Linked DNA regions of Danio rerio: region 1 is linked to region 2. A link is a contact called in public Hi-C data. All regions are on one chromosome and are shown on one strand. The core of a region is the stretch at or near the end of the contact, and the rest is flanking DNA. Distances in the headings are between cores, read along the strand shown.

Evidence for each region. Hi-C and Micro-C count contacts between places; a contact is called where the count stands out from the background.
Region 1: a contact with region 2 is called in a Hi-C map of embryo, with 2.0 times the contacts expected there. The contact joins the promoter of wnt5b here to the enhancer-like site in region 2. A contact is called at or near these places in 2 of 18 Hi-C or Micro-C datasets (caudal fin and embryo).

Annotation. Positions count from the first base shown.
Region 1 is chr4:9,030,033-9,033,053 of GRCz12tu, forward strand. It overlaps wnt5b (wingless-type MMTV integration site family, member 5b), which reads left to right and starts at 1,277. Exons shown (of 7, transcript NM_130937.2): 1 at 1,277-2,015.
Region 2 is chr4:8,939,457-8,942,371 of GRCz12tu, forward strand. All of the region lies in intron 16 of erc1b (ELKS/RAB6-interacting/CAST family member 1b), which reads left to right. Among named protein-coding and RNA genes, the nearest start is that of wnt5b, 90 kb to the right of the region's middle. Within about 2 kb of position 1,560, at least 13 of the 62 cell types and tissues checked have an H3K27ac peak or open chromatin away from gene starts, as enhancers often do.

The sequences.
Region 1 (3,021 bases), core at 27-2,526, 90 kb after region 2:
GAGCCTGGGTTGCTTATCTACTTTTTAAAGTACTTTTTTCTGGTGGGAAATCGAGTAATTGCTGCAAATAATAAGGATGATAATGATAATAATAGAAATAATAATAATAACAGACTTCACTTAACAGAACAATATTTAAATTATATAAATTTTTCAAAATCTTTTATCAGTAATTTATGAAATCTTAACTAAATAAAATCATAATTTTCTATCAGTTTGTCTTCTGTTTGGTGAAGTAAACAACACTCAAAAATGCTGAGATCCACACAATTCCTTCATGTTGTCCCAACACAAATCGATTAAGTTAATTTAATTGTTGTACAAATTTAAGTGGATTGAACATAAAAAAGTTAAGTTGTCCCCCAAAAAACTTAAGAATTGTGTTGTTTAACTCTATTCAATATTAAATAAGTAGTTTCAACAAGCAGCAAAGGTATTTTTTTGAGTGAATAGCACATAAACTTTCTTGGAAAAGCCTTAAAAAGAGTAAAGATTTAGTTTCCAATGCATCAAAGTAAATCTATCTATCTATCTATCTATCTATCTATCTATCTATCTATCTATCTATCTATCTATCTATCTATCTATCTATCTATCTATCTATCTATCTATCTATCTATCTATCTATCTCTTTTTAAATCAGGATATGGGAATGGTTTCTGAAAGATGATTTTGACAATGACGTTTTACACCAGAAAAAAAATATGTCTGCAAAATTGTTGCAAACAATTTGTATGTGGTGACATTGACAATTTAAAATTGGCAATGTTTAACCCAATCTGTTTGTTTAAATTCAGCCTGAATAAATTGTTTACTACAACTTAACCTAAAAAATAGAGGAATCACCAAAGAAATCATCATTAAAAAAAATCAGTTGCTGAAAATTCAGTAGTGACATTAGAGAAACTATTACAGTATTTTATCAAATAAATGCAGATCAGAAACTCATGCAAACCATAGTAAAAAAAAAGTCTGAATTATTCCACACTCTTGACCTTTACTGAGATAGATGATATCTACCCATGCGTGTGTTTTGAATAAAGTGAATCAATCTTTCAAAACTCTTGACAAGTTTTGATTGAGTTTCCAAAGTATACCCAGGCCTCTGCCACAATAAAGATCATCTCTCTTATAAAAACTAATTACTACAACTTTATTGGCTGACTAATAGGAGCAGCGGTCGGGACACTAGTCCAAGTGTTCGTCAAATGGGAACGCGCTGTTGGAGGACTGTGGTTTCTCTCCCTCCCCTGTTTGGAAGCTGGAGAGATGGGGAGGGCAGGCCCATGAGTAGGCAATGCACAAACTAGTCAAAACTCAGTCTCTCACCCCCCTGCCTGCGGACTGAAGCAGTCGCTGGAGTTTCTTCGACGTCTGCTTTTAGTGCTTTCTTTCTGTAAGCACCGGGGTTTTAGGTTAAGAGCCCGAGCAGCCTCTGGACAGAAAAGAGGGGGGAAGTTTGAAAACATTTCCAGGTATCCTGCGCAAAACGAAGGATTTAATGCTGAACTTCTGAAAGTTGTGAATGCATGAGGTGGACTGATTGACTCCAGACTGCTTTTGTCTACTAATTTCTCTAATAAGCAGCAAAAGGCTTTAGTCGCTCCGGTTGCGCTCCCCACGCGCAGCGCGTTTGTTTGCGCTCTTGTCAAACTTATCGAAAGTTTAATTGACACCTGTTGCGTGACGCCGTCATACACTGAAGCGCGGTACGTTTATCAAAACTTTCAACCGTTTTCACCGAGTGACTTTCGCGGAGCCTTTTTTATTCTCACTATGGACAGCGCCGGACTGTTTTGGAGTATGTCTTTGGTTTTCTAAGTGAATGAAACACTGGAAACTCTAGTGCCAAGTTAAATTGTTCGGAGGTGGAATTGTCTAATATTTTCTGAAGTTACTCCTACTTTGTATGCGCTTCAAAAGAACATCACGCAGAGCCAGAAGACCAGGTTCAGCTGTCAGGACTTCAGCTCTGGAACTTTTTTGGAGACGGATAGATCGACATCTGCTAACAAGTAAGCTAGTTACTATCAAGCCTCTCACAGTTGTATTGTTTGGAAGTGCTGTTTGTTTCTGTTGCCTTGAGCTTTCGGCTGATTCAGAACATGCCTTGAGAAAAGTTTGTACCGGCCAGGCTTCATCTCAAGGTTCCTAAAAAAATATGTTTTTGCCTTAGGCATGGGCCAAAGAGGAGCGAGTTGTAGCACCATACGTTTGAGCAATTGGAAATGAGCTACATGAGTAAAAATTGCTGTCTGACATGTTCACCACTTTACAGAGGTGACAGCACAGGTTGTAAGACTTTTTAAATCTAACTTATTTTCCCGAAACACATCTGGAGTTACAGTTTGCGATTATGTTGACAGATATTAAATGATAGATGGGTTATAATGTGAATCAGCAGTTCCTCGTTTAACATTACAATCTTTAATACGTGTTTTAGTTCAAACAAAAAGAGCCTGCATTTGACACAGCGACTAACAGTCGCACAATTATGCTTAATGCATCTCTTCATTTAAAGAATTACTTATAAAATAAATTTAGACGTTTAGTTTTTTTCTTTTGATTAAAAATGCACAGAAGTAATTAATAGTATTTTGTTACAACTTAACTGAGCCTATACTACAAATCTTTTCTGCATATAATATGCGTGCTTTTTATTATTAGTGTTTTACTAGTGTTTGTACGCGCAACTCTCCCCTTTCTTTGTGCTTGATATTTGTTTACTTAGTTGAAGTATAAATTATAGCTTTATGAAGTTTTTATATGCGTAAAACTCATGTAGGCCTATTGGATATCTTTATAAAGGCACATAGCGCATAAAATCCCGCAGTTACAGATGCTTAAATCGCTCCCCCGTTCTCCGTTATGCTACTATCGGGTTTTATTTATCCACTTAGGCTACAACATAATCGTTGACACTCATATCCTGTTAATTTTTTAATGGCCCAATGTTGACTTGTTGAAAGTGACTCACTCTTTGCACAGTTCATTTTAGACTGTGTTGCTAAAATAATTAGA
Region 2 (2,915 bases), core at 310-2,809:
CATCCATCCTTAGTTATTTCCATCATCCATCCATCCATCCATATTTTTTTTCCATCCATCCATAGTTCTTTTCATTCATCCATCCATTCATAGTTCTTTCCATCGATCTGTCCATTTCTTTATCAACAATTCAGTTCTTTCCATCCATCCATCCATCCATTTATCCACCCATCTATGTCTTTATTATACATTCAAAGCTCTTTCCATCCATCTTTTTTTCATCCATTCATAGTTCTTTCCATCCATCCATCTCTGTTCATCATCTGTCCAATCATCTATTTTTCTTATCTTTCAGTCCATCCATCTTTGTCTTTTCATCTATTTGTAGACTTTCCATTAGTCAATCCCAACACCCATCCATCCATCCATCCATCCATCTATCCATCTGTCCATCCATTATCCTTTCCATTCATCCATCCATAAATTGTCCTTTCCATCCATCCATCTGTCCGTCCATCCATCCATCCATCCATTATCAATCTATCCATCATCCATCCATTCATCCATCCACTATAGTCCTTTCCATCCATCCATCCATCCATCCATCCATCCATCATCCTTACCATCCATTCATCCATCCATCCATTCATCATCCTTACCATCCATTCATTCATTCATCCATCCGTCCATCATCCTTACCATCCATTCATCCATCCATCTATTCATCATCCTTACCATCCATTCATTCATTCATCCATCCATCATCCTTACCATCCATTCAGTCATCCATCCATCCATTCATCCATTGTCCTTTTCATCAATCCGTTATCCTATCCTTTCATCTATCCAACCATCCATCTATCATTCTTTCCATACATCCACCCATAGTCCTTTCAATCCATCCATAGTCTTTTTCATCCATAAATCCATAGTCCTTTCCATCAATTTATAGTTCCATCCATACTATAGTTGATTTGTTTATCAACAATTCGGTTCTTTCCATCTTTCCACTCATCTCTTTATTATTATACATTTATAGTTCTTTCCATCCATCCATCAGTCTCTGTCCATCATCAATCCATTAGATCCACTAGTTTTCCACGCATGTGTAGATAGCATCTCTCCTTCACTTACCTCTCTTTCCATCCATCCATCAATCCCAACACCCCTCCATCCACCCATCCATCTTTCATCCGAAACCTAGCCATGCTGTATCAAATCAGTTCAAGTTTTGCTTTGAGGTAAAAACAAAATATGAGGTAAAATATCAAGACATTTTAAAATAATAATCTTCCACCCATTCATCCATCTGTCCTCGCAGTATTTTGCACTTCACATTTCTCCCCTTTGTGTTTCCAAGAAGCTTATCTCTCTTCCAGAGTGGTCACGGCTAAGACAACCATTAAACAATTTCAAGCGCTGAAAGTAGCCCGACCTCAGATCTGCATTCGTTTAACATTCCTCCCTCATATTGCCATCATTTACGTCGTACTGTCGTCATACGGTAGGAATGGCAGTGATAAGTCATGTTTAGGACCCACCACCCCGGCCATTCCTGGCGTACTGTGCGGTGTTCCCTCGCTCCGGTGGCTTAACCGGCACATTTCGTCCCCATCACAAGCTGCCATAAATCTCCCACCCCCTCAGCTATTCATTATCTCTACACTGGCGAACACGCCCATGGACACACACACACAACCGATAGAGAACAGAAGGATGTGGCGTATTTTTAGGCCTGCTCGAAGACTCCTGAGAAGAAAGCTTGAAGGAATGCAGAGCACAGAGAGAGGAAATTGAGTGTTGAGGGCGGTGTGGAGATGCGTTGATTGATGGGACCCTTCCCTTTTCTCTGATTGGAGGAGGTGATTGGCCACTTGACCTCTTAGTGATCAATATGGACTCTCCTCTATCTGTCTGACAACAAATCTGTGGAGGCCCATTGTGCTTCTGATAAGAGCCATTGTCTTTTTTCTTTACTGCAGGATAGTAAGCTCTGGCTTGCTGTCTGCAAATAGTAGGATGTCTACTAAGCTACTTAGTTAGCATCTTATCACAAATGATTGGTCCATATTTGCTTGAGTCTACAATGTCTGCTGTTCTGTGACTTGCATACATATGTAAACCTTGACTGGAGATGATTGGAGTTGTTGGCTAAAATAGTCTGATGTAAGCACACTGATACAGTTATACATTGGATTTAATAATTTTTAAATGGCTTTAAGTGGTTGTAAACCACTTATATGGGCTGTATTTAATATTAAAAATAATTTTTGGCGTGGTTTTTTCAAATAGTCAGGATTGGGTGATTAAATTAAATGTTTTACATCCATCCAAGGCTGCATTAATAGTATTAGTTAATAGTATTAATAGTATTAGGCCTGTCACGATACAGACTCTTGTTGCACGATATATTGTCACAGAAATTGTTGTGATAACAATATTATTGTCATTTTGAGATCCTTTTATGCCGCTGATTATATAATACCATAATTATGCAAATAGCCATACACACTTCATAATACTTAGCATTCTTATGGTTATTTAGATTTTATAACTTGATGTTTAAAAAGTCCAATTATTTATACTATTAAATGTCCTATTAGTAGCGTCAGACAGAATCTGCAGACATTTTTTGCTTTTTCTGCAGAGAATTTTGGACCAGATGAATAAAAATGTGCAAATTAAATATGTACGAAGTATACATACAGTAATGCATCTAATTATTGAGAAAGTGTTACATTTAAAATGCATTATTTAATTAACAAAAAAGGCAAAATTTGTTTATTAAGAATAATTGATCTATCCCATACAGTGTGTGTGTAATAAAATAAAAATGCTATATTTTTTATAATTTTATTAGTGTTATTTTATTTTTAATGCACTAATAACAAATTAATAATAATAACAATAATAATAAATTATATAAAATGCCATAATAACAATAACAATAATAATAATAATAATAATAATAATAA